2 separate regions of the Hordeum vulgare genome follow, and region 2 is linked to region 1. A link is a contact called in public Hi-C data. All regions are on one chromosome and are shown on one strand. The core of a region is the stretch at or near the end of the contact, and the rest is flanking DNA. Distances in the headings are between cores, read along the strand shown. Region 1 holds the start of LOC123402360 (rho GTPase-activating protein 5-like). Region 2 holds the start of LOC123402015 (CAAX prenyl protease 1 homolog).

What was found. A called contact is a pair of places that touch in the nucleus more often than the background predicts.
Region 2: a contact with region 1 is called in a Hi-C map of seedling, with 2.8 times the contacts expected there. The contact joins the promoter of LOC123402015 here to the promoter of LOC123402360 in region 1. A contact is called at or near these places in 3 of 6 Hi-C or Micro-C datasets (leaf and seedling) and 1 of 1 datasets of contacts at active chromatin or transcription factors (embryo).

The regions. Positions count from the first base shown.
Region 1 is chr6H:441,530,679-441,538,269 of MorexV3_pseudomolecules_assembly, forward strand. LOC123402360 (rho GTPase-activating protein 5-like) reads left to right here and starts at 4,885. Exons shown (of 5, transcript XM_045096281.1): 1 at 4,885-5,512. The coding sequence starts at 5,124.
Region 2 is chr6H:442,293,278-442,300,868 of MorexV3_pseudomolecules_assembly, forward strand. LOC123402015 (CAAX prenyl protease 1 homolog) reads left to right here and starts at 3,578. Exons shown (of 14, transcript XM_045095868.1): 1 at 3,578-3,815; 2 at 4,480-4,627; 3 at 4,774-4,858; 4 at 4,939-5,034; 5 at 5,583-5,648; 6 at 5,816-5,914; 7 at 6,060-6,173; 8 at 6,321-6,431; 9 at 6,526-6,588; 10 at 6,696-6,788. The coding sequence starts at 3,785.

The DNA.
Region 1 (7,591 bases), core at 3,635-6,134:
GAAGCATGCTAATAAGTACTACGCACATAGAAGAAACATCTACGCATATAGCTAGTACTACTAGGACAGAAATAAACAGGAGCGGGATAAACATGTTATACCCTTCGATCGACCACTTGGCCGTAGCAGCAATGTTGGCGGCGGCAGCATCCTCTGTTGCCTTCTTCTCGACTTCGGCCTTCTCGAGGAGGAGACGGTCGGCTTCGCTTGGTTCAGCCATGGCGATGATGAGGACGACGCGGACGGACGGAGCCGAGCAGTCGCGTGATCGCTCCCAAAAACCTAACCGCCCCTCTCCCGTATAGGAACCGAAGAGGCGGGGTTTCGGAGGGCTGCTCTCCCGTCGACCGTGTACGTGGTAAACGGGGCGGAGTCGCCGGCGGCAGCAGCAACAAAAGGAACGAGCGCGTGAGGCAGAGGCAATCTGATCTCGTGACGGCTCCGTTACGTATTCTTCGTTCCTGACCGGCAAAAATAAGCGCGTAGGTATGAGCTCGGCGCGGCGCGGCGCGGCGGGCGGTGGAGGAGGAGTGCGCGAGGGCCTCTTCTTTATTGAACGGGAGAATAAGGATTGGTGGAATAGTTGTTGTATTGCTTGAGCCTCGTGGGCATATATATATATATGAGTACATGATCATCTTGGAGTACAAGTCAAGGCAGGAACAAATCCTAGTCTATATATGCTTTCCTAAACAATCACGTTACTCAACATTCCCCTGCGGTCACAATGGTAACGACACAGACGATGAGACGGGAGAAGAATCCGAAGGTAAGCCGACGGTCATCCTCCCACAGTCGTAACGATCGATGCATCGTGGAAGTTGTGGCTGGAGTGGAAACCGACAAGGTTGCTCAAGCAAGGCGGTAGCCCTTTGTGCGTTGGTCGAGGTAGCCGAGAGCGTAGGATGGTGTAGCCGTGGTCGAGGTAGTCGTGCGTAGAATGCCGTGGTCGATGTCGAGTCGGGGTAACCGGTGTTGAGGAAGTCGACGTGGAGCCGCGGGCGCAAGGAGGCGCCAAGTTAGTCATGGGCGCAAAGGTGTCGAAGTAGTGATGCGCCGGGAAGAAGACGTAGTTGAGACGCGTCGCGTCGAGTTTGCCAAGCCTGGGGACACATCATGGACGAAGGCACACATCGGTGTTGCCAACACCGTGCATGCGTAGACGGACAAAGTCGATGCTGACGATGCGTTGCTCCAGGTTTGCCAAGCCTAGGAACACACCGGGACGAAGGCACACGTCGGTGTTTTCAGCACCGGGCATGCAGAGACTGGGACCTGCACACAACCTGTATGCCATGTCGAGGAGGCTAGCAGAGAGGGACTCAACGACGGTTGCGGCGCAAATCGGCCGGGGCCGATGTTGCCCGCGGTGGTCGGAGTAGATGAAGCGGTTGGGGAAGACGACGGCGACGCTGGCGATGAGCTGGTGCTGGACGAAGATGAAGGAGGTGGACGGGCGGTGCGACTCGGGTGAGCGAGCTGCAGCAACGCAAAAGAAGAGCAGCGGCTGGTTAGGAGCGCGGCGGCGATGCTCAAAATAGGCGAGGAAGAGCCCGACAGCATGACGAAGACCGGGCGCGGATGATGGCGTTACCGCGCCGAAGGAGATGGCGCGTCGCATACCATAGAAAGTCAACACATGGGGACGGCGGAGGGACGACGGAAGACCTCGGGGTGGCGGCGTAGACCGCGTGCCGCAACGCTACGGCCCGAAGGGGCGACGTAGCGGCGGTGCGCGGGTCGGTGCAGCCACGGGAACGGTCTCGGGCGGCGGCGGGGACCGCGTGCCACGCTCGCTACGGCACGATGGGGATGCGGCAGCAGCGCGAGGGTCAGTGCGGCCACGGGGACAACCTGCAAAGGACGGCCTCGAGGCGGCAGTAGACCGCGGGCTGCGACACTACGACCCGAAGGAGCGACGCAGCGGTAGCGCGTGGATTGGGGCAACCGCAGAGATAACCACTGGGCGGCGGCGCTGCGGCCCGATGGGGCGACGCAGCGGCAGCCCGATGCTCGATCGATGGAGGGGCGCGTTGTACTCGGGCAGTCTTCACGGGGCCTGCAGAGGCGCGCGTAACCAACGGGCCAGGTCGATCGCACGACATAGATGAGGCGGATCGCAGGCAGGCGGGTGATCAATCCGATTGCACGCGAGGTCGTGGACGTCGCTCGGTGAAGGCAGGCTAGCGACGGCCGAGAAGCCGGCAGCAGGCCCGAGGCAGGCGGCGCGGCGGAGGCGACAACCGGCCCGATGTAGCCGGCCCGAGGCAAGCGGCGCGGCGGGACGAGGCGACGGTGTTGATCAACGGGAAAGCGACGCGAACGGCGACTGTGATGGGTCGCCGCATGGCGCATGGCCGTCGGGTCGGGGCAATGCAGGAGACCTGATCGGAGCAAGGCGATGACGACCAACGGAGATCGACGAGCGTGCCGGCGCGCGAACGGCGGTGTTGAGGGGCCGCTGGGTTTGCGCGAGGCCGACGGGTCGAAGGAGAAGTCGGGTCGCGCCGATGTCGGAGTAGGGGCGCGGTGGTCGATGGCGGCGGCGAGCGATGCAATCCGATCTAAGATCGAAAAAACCAAAAAGAAAACGCCGATCAAAGTGACCTACGGAGGAGAGAAACCCTAGATCAAGAGACCGGGAAAAGGCTCTCTAGGGCAGCCGGTCAACACGACCGGCGAACGAACCCTAGGTACGGGCGGCGCGGCCCTCGGCGGCGGTCATGGAGGCCGACCGCCCTAGGGGCGGCGCGCGGTGCGGAAGCGGCGGCGGCGGCTAGGTCAAGAACCTTGCGGCACATACCATGTTGAACGAGAGAATATGGATTGGTGAAAATACCATGTTGAACGAGAGAATAGAGATTGGTGAAAATAGTTGTTGTATTGCTTGAGCCTCGTGGGCATATATATAGGAGTACATGATCATCTTGGAGTACAAGTCAAGGCAGAAATAAATCCTATTATATCTATGCTTTCTTAAACAATCACGTTACTCAACATTCTATTCTCACTCTCCAATAACATGTAGAAGAGAGACCCTTATAAAGGGGTCCAACTTCTTTTCCACTAGCGGGGTGAGACTAAACTTCCCACCACCACCTTGTCATGCCACCACCTACATGGACCCTTGAAGATTTCTGAAATTTTCTAATGGGCCTAAAGTCCACTACTATTTTCAACACCAAAAATATGTTTTTAGTTGGGCTTCTAGAATAAGTTGGATATGGGGTAACTTATTCTAAAAGCTAAAAAAGCTACCAAAAGAACTGACTCTTATTAGGCAGACCCATTTTTCTATCTTCTCTTTATAGGAAAATAATCAGTCAAAGAATTTTTCAAAGGGAAGCGGGTTTGAAAGTCGACCCTGACTTGAAATTTATCTCTCTTTGAACTCATCGTCATATGTTTTTAGGAATATTAGATTAGGGCTCTTTGATTCATTTTCATAAAGAATTCAATTCTAAGATTTTTCCAACGTGAGTTGACTACGAGTTTTCAACTAAAATAATGGTAAAAACGAGGAATTTGCCATTATTTTTGCCTTGTTTCTAAATGCCTCCATTTTGTTTGATTTTGAAGAAAATTTTAAATTCGACCTGAAGCATTATAGTCTAGAACCATCTTTGTTGAATTAGTACTCCCAGGAAAATGATACCGTGTGATGTGCATTCAACAACGATGAAAAGTCTAGATCAGAGACGAAAATGTATGACTACATATTGTCGTGACATGCTAGTGCAGGATACACCGGCGATGACAAATAGGCCAATGTTGCCGATTAGTGAGGAAATGTTAACCCATAGCAGGTTGTTTTCGTAAGCCGAACCACATGGGTAAGGCTGCAAGAAGAGCTCAAGGCTCACAAGCCTTTTGAGATCGTCTCAAAAAGGAACGAGATGCAAACGGACATTTCTGTGTGGCTCGACCGAAACGTGAGCCGATCTTGTGGTAACACTAACTTGCTCGATTCTAGTTCGACATCCATTACATGTGCACTACGCTGGAACTTCTTATGGTCTTTGGACTATTTACTTTGTTATTTCGATTAGATATTTGTAGTGAATCCTTCTTTTATATTCCAAATAGGTAGTATTTGAGTTGAGAGAGAAAAGTTAAACTACTACGAAACAAATATACCTTCATCTTGTTGATATGTTATAGTGTTTTCAATATGACGTTGTTGTGCCATATCTAGCTGAAAGACATACCTTAGATAAATAATTTTTCACCGTCTTATGCATGAAACTAGCCCGAGATCATTACAAGCTGGTATGAGCCATGTTTTACACGCGATCCTTAATTTGACTCGGTCTGAGCTTGCTACAATTTAAACGTGAGTTAACTAAGTGTGATCTAACTCACTTGAACTCAACTCGTTCAAGGCACCTCTGGTCGGTCTGGCTACAGATAAAATGAAATTTATCCCCTTCATTTTTAAATATAAGATTTTATTTTTTTAATAAAGACTATGTATAGAATAAAATAAATGAATATACATTATAAAACATGAAGTACATGTCTATATACATTCATATGTCTTTAATAGTTTTATATTTAAAAATGAAGGCATGCAAATTAAGGGCTTAGGAGGCTCTCAAAATAGACATCCGTGATTAGATTTAGCAAAATCCAAAGACAGAAACCAACAACCTACACAGCCTGCCTGCCTGCCTGCCTGCCTGCCTGCCGTACGAGTAGTCCAGGTACCACTCTTTGCTCTGCGATCCAGGCTGTAGCCGGGGCTCGCCCCGCCGCCATCGTTCATCAAAATCAGTACTTCTACTATTTTCCTACTAGTAGCACGACACACCCTCAACTTCCCCCGCTACCGAATTTTCAAAACGGAAGCTAACAACTGAACCGAAAGATCCCGAAAATCACATGACGCAGGCGCTGGCAGCTCCGACGGTAAACGCGAGCCAGCAAAGTGTACCACAAGGGGCGGCTGAGCGAACCAGCGTGGCAGTCGTCCCCCGTAAACATACATAACACCACGCCGGAGCCGCTCGCTCGCTCGCTCGCTGCCCCCACCCCTCTCCCACCTCCCACTCTCCCAATCCTATCCCCTTTGCTTCTCGCGTGGGGGTTGGGATTCTTCGGTGGCCACCTTATTTAGCTGGAACATGGCGCCGTCCCGGATCCGCTTCGGCCGCCAAACTCCCCCCTCCTGCTCTGACACCGAAGAGGAGGAGGAGGAGGAAGAAGAAGAAGAGGAGGAGGAGGCAGAAGAAGAAGAGGAAGAGGAGCCAGTCGCGTCGCCGCTGACACTGCCGGCGGCGAGGGGAGGGGTCTCCGTGGTGGACATGGTGGCGGCGGCGCTGCGGAGGTCGCTGGTGCTGTGCAGCAGCGTGCGCGCCGAGGAAGGCCCCGGCACCGGGGCTTCGGGGATGCAGATAGGGCAGCCCACGGAGGTGCGCCACGTCTCGCACGTCACCTTCGACCGTTTCGTCGGCTTCCTCGGCCTCCCGGCCGACCTCGAGCCAGAGGTGCCGCGCCCCGCGCCCAGCGCCAGGTCAGTCCGTCTTGCGTTCCATAGATTTGCAGATGATTTTCGTGGCTGGTCCCTGTGCTTTGGATTCCGGCACTGCAATTTTTTTGCGGCGTTACTTTGGTGGATTATTAAGCTGAATTTTGACGTTGTTTGCATTTCTCATTTTTGAATTGGTCACTACGCACAAGAAAAACTGAGCACGGAGTAGTAGCTGTTAGTCTGTTGAGCCCTTAGGGCAACTTCAACTCGCCTGACTCAAATGGACGGCGATTTTGTCCGCTTTCTATTCGTTTGGTTTAGCTAGATGGACACGAATGTCCGCTTTCGCAGGTCGGGGCATGCGTCTAACGCTGGTTAGATCCATTTTTGCCGGCGTGCGAAAAATAATATAAAAATGCATAATTAAACATTAAAAGCCGGTCACGAAGGCCGGCGAGAGTCCACGCGTACGCATTACACTAATTAAACATAAAAACTACGAGGCAGCCCTAGTCGTTGTCGGAGCCGGTGAGGTCGACCAGCGTAGGCGCATGGCCGGTCCAGGGGAACGCCGTGTTCCAGAGCGCAGCTGCCTGCGCCTCCGTCGTCTGTTCCGCCGGCGCGGGCTGTGCTGGTGGCGGTGGCAGTGCAGCAGCAGGGGCAGGCTCCTCCTCCAACTCCCGTCGTTCCTCCTCCGCCTCCTTCTCCAGCTTCATCAGCCGAAGGCCTTCGACGCGCTCCGCCCGCAGGTGCCGTGTCCTTCAGTGCTTGAGGTAGGCTTGCTCCTGTTGCGGTATTGCGCCCGGCCAGATGGGCGGCGCACTGACAAACTCGTTGACGATGCCGGTCCATTGGTAGACCTCCTGCGGCTCCGTGGGCTCGGGCTTCGGCGGAGGTGGCACGACGCAATCGCCGGCGGCCGACAGCGCAATGGCCTAAGCGAGTCGCTGCTGATACGCCGCCTCCTCGTCGGCCCTGCGCCGCGCTTCCTCCTCGCTGTCGCGGAGAACAGCTGCCAGCGCCGCCTGGTAGGTGGCCTCATCCTCTTGGTCCTCGTTGCTGACGATAGGCGGGGCGGCGGAGGGCATCCTGGCTGCACGTCGCGCACGCCACGACGGCGCTGCTCCTCGTGCTCCACCGCGAACCAGAGCTCCCAGTTGGGGGAGTCGGCCGCGTACGCAGGGTTTCGCCGCTGCTCCGTCGTCAGTAGAGGCCGACGGCGGCTCACCTCCTCCGCGTGCACCCGCGCCGACCGCGGTACGGCCGACACCGGGATCCTCTCCAGATCCAGATGCCAGCCGTGCGGCAGGGTGACATCGGAGTAAGGGAGCGGCATGCGGTGCTCCCAGTGCCACCGCGCTTGGTGCACCGGGACGCTCACACGCTAGCGAGGCCGGCGGGAAAACGGCGGCGGGGAGATAGCACGGGGGTAGAGCGGGGCCTTGCCCTTGTTTGAGAAGCCGCCGACCATGGTGCTAGGGTTTTGGTCGCCAAGGAGGTGGCGGGATGGGGACGGGCGGGTTTTGGAAGCAGATGGCGGAACCCACCGCACGTTTGGATTAAAAAGGCCGACCGCGGTCGCTGACGCGTGGGCCCGAGGATGGCGGCCGTCATAAATAATGTTGACCGCGGTGGTTGGAGGCGGACACCGAGAAGGCGCGTCTGCTTCGCGTCCGCGCCGATGCATTTCGGTCCCAAATTTGGGCCGAAAATGGGTCGGCGCGGACGCAGAGCGGACGTGTTTCGAAAATGGGTCGGCGTGTTGGGCCATCCTTTTTGTCCGCGCCGATCCAAACGGACGGCGGCGGACGAAATGGGTCGCCTCATTGGAGTTACTCTTAGATTGGCTTGACTTTATCGTAGCGGTTGAGGGGCTTGAGCCAATGGGGGCTGCTTCGACTACCATCTTTCTTTTTTCAGAACTACTACTGTTGCTCAACCACCTGGTCATTCTCTGTTTTGTTGAGGTAGGACTTTGTACTTGCCAGGGAAGGAGATATTGCGGCGACTTGCACTTGTTAGCTTTATACTGTTTCATACCTAAAGAGGCAAACACCATCATCTTTTGTTCTAGTTAGTATAGTTATTTAGGGCAACTCCAACGCAGTGCACCAAAATGCT
Region 2 (7,591 bases), core at 2,328-4,827, 760 kb after region 1:
ATGACACTTCACCATTATTTGGGCCTAGAGGAAGGCATTGGAAAGTAATAAGTAGATAATTGGTTGCTAGAGTGACAGAAGCTTAAACCCTAGGTTATGCGTTGCTTCGCAAGGGGTTGATTTAGATCCACCACTTTAATGCTATGGTTAGACTTTGTCTTAATTATTCTTTCGTAGTCGCGGATGCTTGTGAGAGGGGTTAATCATAAGTGGGATGTTTGTCCAAGTAAGGACATCACCCAAGCACCGGTCCACCCACATATCAAACTATCAAAGTAGAAAACGTGAATCATATGAACATGATGAAAACTAGCTTGACAGAAATTCCCATGTGTCCTCTGGAGCGCTTTACCTTATATTAGAGTTCGTCCAGGCTTGTCCCTTGCTACAAAAGGGATTGGGCCATCTTGCTGCACCTTTGTTACTATTGTTACTTGTTACCCGTTACGAATTATCTTATCCCGCAACTATTTGTTACCGATAATTTCAGTGCTTACAGAGAATACCTTGTTGAAAGCCACTTGTCATTTCCTTCTGCTCCTCGTTGGGTTCGACACTCTTACTCATCGAAAGGACTATGATAGATCCCTATACTTGTGGGTCATCGCTCAGCAACAAAAATCACGAAGGAAATCAATATCCAACGCGTGGGCTGTACGAAGCACTTCATTGAGTGCACGTGAGTTTTCTAGGCCAAATCTTCTTTGTTCACTTGGGCCACACCAAGTTTTTCTATGCGTCGGACTTAATTTCCTTCTTGTAACGTTCCATTGGATAGAAGAAATAATAGCACCTGACAATCAATCTATGCTTCTGTTGTTAGTTCTATATCATGAAACTTTTCCATCGACAAGTCGCCTAAAAAAATCTTTTCATTAACCGATGCTCTCCTGGCAGGTCGGCCGCCGCCACTAACCTTTTACCTCCCATCAACCGATGCTCCCCTAGCGGGTCGCAGCCACAAACCTTTTGCCTGCACATGCACTAACTCGCTTTCGTCTTCCCTGTTGCTCTTTTTAATGTCGCCAATATCCCTTATGCATCCACGTCGGAGGCTCTCCCATCCTTGCCGTTACTATCTCTTCCTCCACGGGAGAAGCTTTCCCAACAACAAATGCACATGAAATGGTGGCTGCATTCATCTCTCCTTATTACACTGACCTTGCGTTTGCATTTAAAAACATTTCTATGCATAATTCCATCCAGCACACACGCATGTTCATGTCCTTATCTCAGAACAAACTTTTACTTTTGTATATGCATCGTCCCTACTTCAGTCACCCCAGATTTTCTAAGGTTACACTCTGGGATCTAAAGGTGCTCTATGTTTTGTTGCTCCGAATGCTTCTATCGTACTTCTTCCCTCAGTCGATTAGCCTCCTGATGATCATGTGCCTGTGCATGGCTTCAGATCAATCACTCAAGACCCTGTTTTCTTTACTCGCGTGAAAGTACAAGTCCACCCTCCTCGCAGGTAACATGTTGTATCTGCTCCTCTCTAATCTTCGCTACATCTCAATTATGTGATATATGTCTATGACTTACTGATTTTCTAAGTCCCTTCTCTTTGTGCTTCCCCCCTACCAATTTCGTAACCCCACATCCCTTGAACTATATATGGCACACCAATTCATTTTGATGCAGAATAAATAGACTATGTTGGGAAAAGTATTGATATGTACAACATGTCATGCTGCACCGGTCTACCAAATTTTAATCTATGTCCACAAGGCACTTGATCAGATTCCAAGTAGCTTGCACGTCCGTTTGTTTGTGCAGAATATCCACTCTCATTTTTTATCTACATTCATAAGATATTTGTCTGTTTGATCATTGGTCACCTTCTTTACAGCTTTTACAGGTCACACATGTCACTATCTGTCATATGCAATGATCCATGTAATGTGTCATAAATACATAGATGAAGATAGGTCTTGGCTATTATAGTTAGATACAAAGAGGGTAACATTCGAATATGGTGCCAACTATGCTTTATCATATAGGAAAAACAAAAACCTAATGGAAAGGTAGTCTTATGAAGTTGTACGATTTTGTATGGCAAATATGGACATTTTTTTGCAAGGTGATTTGGGATTTATATATATTCGCATCTTTGTTGATGTTGTTTTTGATGAAATTCCATTTATAATATCACATATATCATTTAATTTTATAATTTTGCATCATATTTTTATGAAATACCGCAGAAACATGTGGGCTACCATGTCAACATGTTATAGTATGAATGCGATAAGGCTCATCTCAACATGCAATCATGCACGAGGAAAGACCCACTACACCATACAACCAGACATGGAAAGATTGTTTCCATTCAATTATTCTACTTATAATCAATACACATTGCTAAGACAATACATAATCAAATATAGTAAGCATATGCACTTCAAATTTCGTTTATCATGTTATGAACCCAACTTTCCTCAACCAATTCCCGCAACAACACCAGGGGTATCCTCTAATATATCTAAATAGCTACCACCCACTACTAGATTTTTTTCAACACCCATGCTTCTACATCACCTCAATTATTTGTAGCCATGATAAAAATCGTGTGACATTACTCCCTCCGTTACTAAATATTTGTATTTTTAAAGATTCAACTGTGGACTACATACAAAGTAAAATGAGTGAATCTATACTTTAAATATGTCTATATACATCCGTATGTAGTCCGTAGTGAAATATCTAAAAAGACAAATATTTAGGAACGAAGGGAGTAGAAGTCATGCATGTGCCCATAAGTTACACTTCTTGCATTAATCTAACAATGCAAACCATGCCCCCTCATTAAGTCATCATGTATTTTTTCCGGTGGAATGAAGTCATCCATGTCAATAACTATTTAATTTTGTGCACTAATTTATATGTGGCCATGAACAATATATGCGTGGAAGTTTGGAGCAATTTTTTAGTTCATACATCACATTTTTGTAAAAAGATGGCATCACATTATTTTAATTAGTTGTTTTAATCACTTATTGATGCATTTGTTGTAGCATGATTCTCGCGGCAATGCGTGGAGCATCATCTAAGCTTACTAGTCCATAATAAATCTAAATGAATGGAATGTGTGCGGTGACTCATGCGAGAAGCTGGGAATGCGACCTTTTATGAAAAAAGTCGCCAAAAGATTATCCACAATTCAATATTTGTTTGGACCTCAATACCCACGGAGCGTCAGATTTTTAGGGCTTCCACAATCAGTCGATGCTTCTGTTGTCAGTTCTATATCACGATCTCACAGATGACAATTTCTCTACTCAACGTGACAATTATTATGCCTTTCTTTTGGTACATGACAACTTTTGCCTTCGGCCATGGCAATTCCTACAAAGTTGTCATGACATTATGACAAATTTAGTTGGTAATATAATGGCATGACAAGTTGGGGGCGTTCGCTGGGAATACACTCCAAGCGAACGTTCACCACATAGCCATTTTCGGTAATTCAACCGTATTCATTTTTTCAGAAAAAATATAGTATATTAAGTTTAAGAAAGGTGGACTAGGCGACAGCCACATCCAAGCCCCCTTTGCTCCCCGGGCCGTTCCCCACCCGGTCCCGGCGTGGCTGCAGCCGCGATACCTTCCTCCCCCAACTCCGAGCAAAGTATCCGCCCCTTTTTTCCACATCACGCCGCCCCCACCTCCTCCTCCTTCCACTGTTCCCTCGTTTTTGCGCTCGACCCCCTCCCCGCCAGCCCGTCCCTCGCTCGGCACACAAGCCGCCTCCGCGCCTCGATTTCAGACGCCACCGGCTCCAATGGCGCTGCCCTACCTAGAGGCCGTCCTGTGTAAGACTCCGCCTCTGTCCGCTGCTCAATCCCGGCAGTAGCTCGTCCGCTCGCTCGTTCCCCGGGGCGTGTCGGCTTTCGATGGGCGCGGGATCCGCGTGTAAACCCTAGCTAGGGGTTAGCGGGGGTCGCGACCTTTTCGCCGCTGGATTTGCCCGTGCCGCGGAACCGTTTGGGTGTCTGGGCAGTTTGATTTTCTCCAGCGTAGCGAGTGATCTTGATGGCTCAGTGTGGCGTGAGTCGTGTGTGTGCGAGATGTTTATCCAGGTGCGGTGATCTGAGGTTTTGGATAGATTGGGTTACCTGGAGATTAGTGTAGAGTATTCAGCGTGGCAGTTAGGAGTACATCCGCAGAATTACATTTGACTGAAGATGGTTCCTGTCGCCTGATGCATGGACTTGTTTGCGCTTTCAAGCTCTGTTATGTAACACAAGATGTGTAGTATTGTGCAGATTTGATGATCACTTACTAGTACAAAATGAGCCAATATTTCTGAACTAAGTTGCAAGTAGTAGTGTTTAACACAAGTTTGTCAAAATTGTGTGAACAGATCATATGTACGAAGTCAAGATTTCGTATTTTTATTTACCTTGTCATTATCATTATTATTGTTTCTGTTGTCTATTCCTGACATGCTCGTCTCAATGTATGTCCCTTCTGCAGGCTTTATGATTCTCAATTACATTTTTGAGACATATCTTAACATCAGGCAGCATAGAGCCCTTAAATTGCCAACATTGCCAAAATCCCTGGCAAAAGTTATTAGTCATGAAAAATTTGAGCAGGCGAGAGCTTATAGCCTGGACAAAAGGTGCTTATAATACTCTACTCAGCCCTTCCAACCATACCTCGTTTAGAAACCATTCCTGACACCTAATTTCATTAGCTGCGTTCCCACTTAATCTTCTCTGTATCTTTTTAGATTGTCTTTACTGACATGTATACTTCCTCTTGCAGTAATTTCAATTTTGTACGTGAGGCCATAACTATAGTATGCGATATCATAATACTGTACTATAAAGTTCTTCCTTGGCTTTGGAAGGTAAGACAAAGTCTTTGACTTGCTGTCCTTTACCCTTTTTGTGCAGGAGCTTGGTTCTAACTATCCTCTTCCTTTTATAGAATTCTGGAGTGTTAGTAACCAACGTTGGCCTGAATGCAGAAAATGAGATAATACACACCCTTGCATTCTTAGCAGGTGTCATGGTTTGGTCACAGGTATTATCAATTTATTTGCCTCCTTCAGAAGGCCACATGTGTTTATTACGTTTTCTCTGCTTTCATATTCAGTTCTTTTAAATTCTTCAACAGTCTTTTGCAATTAATTGGATTAGGTATATGTGACGCATTAGCTTTAGCTCTGAAGGATCAAATGCTTGATTATCTATGATGCTAGCTATTGCAGGAAGGAATCTAAGAATCAGGAGTTAATTTCATAGTTTTTCGACACCTATAAACTCCTTGATGTGTCTTTCTTTCTGCTGATTTTGGTCCTGACAGAGATACTAACCCATACCCATTTCAACATTTTCACTAGTTATTTTATTTAACGTATAGCATAAGGTGCATTTATTTTGTTCAAACATGCATCAATCAAGATTCTGATTTCTTTAGATTGATTGATCAGCAGTTCTTTTTGAATGTTTCCATAGCACCTAAGTAACCTCAATGTTTACCTGTGTTCATTGTCTATCAATATTTTCTTTTATGGCAATCCAATTTCTTATGCAAATGTGACTACCTAATACATACTTGATGCAATACAGATCACAGACTTGCCATTCTCTCTGTACTCAACTTTTGTTATCGAGGCTCGACACGGTTTTAACAAGGTATGTCTATAATTTTCAATTTCTGCACTTCTGTTTGTGAACATAAAGCAAATATACATATGGATGTATTTGAATTGTGTCAACTTATGGTGCTTTGGAGCACTCAATAATTTGATATCTTCATTTCGTAACGTATTTATGTTGTTTTTTCTCTTGCCCTTTCTCAGCAAACATTCTGGCTCTTCATTTGGGACATGATCAAGGGAATTTTGCTGTCCACTGTACTCGCACCACCAATTGTGGCTGCTATCATCGTTATAGTACAGGTACACCATATTTTTATGTTGTGCAACCCTCTATTCTGAACTATCATGCTAACATGCATCTTTATTAACTGTCCCTTAACCCCTTTCGCAATCAGATGAATGCATATGTCACCCAACTGAGTTACCTTTTCCTGTACTGCTTCAGAATGGAGGGCCTTACCTAGCAATATATCTCTGGGGTTTTATGTTTGCGCTAGCTCTCCTGATGATGACAATTTACCCCATCATGATAGCTCCTCTGTTCAACAAATTCACTCCTGTGAGTATCTTTACTTGTTGCACCGCGTCAGTCATTTTCCTCATTCAATATGGTTTTCTGTGAGAATGGTATATGCATCCATTCTCCATCTGTATCCACATAGTAACTTCATGGTAAGACTGAACTTGAAGTTGCTGATTTCAACAGCTTCCTGAAGGCTCACTCAGGGAGAAAATAGAGAAGTTAGCAGATTCCCTCAAGTTTCCTCTGAAAAAGCTTTTTGTGGTGGATGGGTCTACTCGATCAAGCCACAGTAATGTATATGTTAATTGCTCTACCTTTGGAGTTTGTTTCATTGCTAACTAGTTATTGATGTTCTTCTAATATGATTTCAACTGTCAATCTCTTTCAGGCTTACATGTATGGGTTTTTCAAGAATAAGCGCATTGTTCTCTATGACACATTGATACAACAGGTTCAAACAAATGGCCATTTTTGTTCTTTGTTCACTATTTTTTCCATTGTGATTTGGGAATTCATGCAGGTTTGACTACTTGACTGTTACCCTTGTGTTTGTTTCAGTGTAGTAATGATAATGAGATAGTTTCTGTTCTTGCACACGAGCTTGGGCACTGGAAACTCAATCACACTGCATATTCCTTTGTAGCTGTGCAGGTATTTTCTCATCCAGATAACTAATTATGCCTTCTGTGTACCAGTCAGCCAACTAGTTTTGTTGCAATAGCATTTGTATACTAGATAGCTAAGGTACCGTTTGGTTGCATGGATGAAGTTGGATGGGAGATGGCCATACGGCGGGTTGGTAGGGACGCGGTAAGTCAATTATGTGTTTGGTTGAGTGAGTTGGTGAGCCCTTTTTATGTTTGGGGTGAGGGATAGGTGTGAATAGGATGACCCAGAATTGTGTTGGTTGGCGCCTTGGAGGAACAAGAATAAATAGGGATATATGGAATGACTTTTTTATGGGACGGTGAGGTTACCACTTTATTATGAACAGATAAGTTTACGCAAAGCATGTTGTTCAAGTGGGGAAGACTACAAGAAAAGCTGGGCATATGGTAGAAAAATAGAAAAACAAAGTTGGAGCCACTGGATCTTCAATGGCTGCTTGAGATTTGCCATGCGGGGCTGCTGGAGTCTCTGTACATTTCATGAAAAGCTCCCTGAGTAACTGCTATATATACAATAATGACCCTCACACCAGCTGTCACGTGCCTACTCTGGACTCTGGAGCACCCAATGAAGATACAGCGGCTCCAACTTTTGTTTTTCTACCCTATGCCCAGCTTCTATTGTAGCCTTTCCCCGTTCTAAGTGTTATGTTGTCCATGTACACAATGTAAACAACACATATTGCTGCTCCAGTACAACTGTGCAAATGCAGTAAAGAACATCACCAAAATTTACAGACCCGGAATGCCGATCTGATGAGAAACGACAGAGAGAGGAGTGCTAAG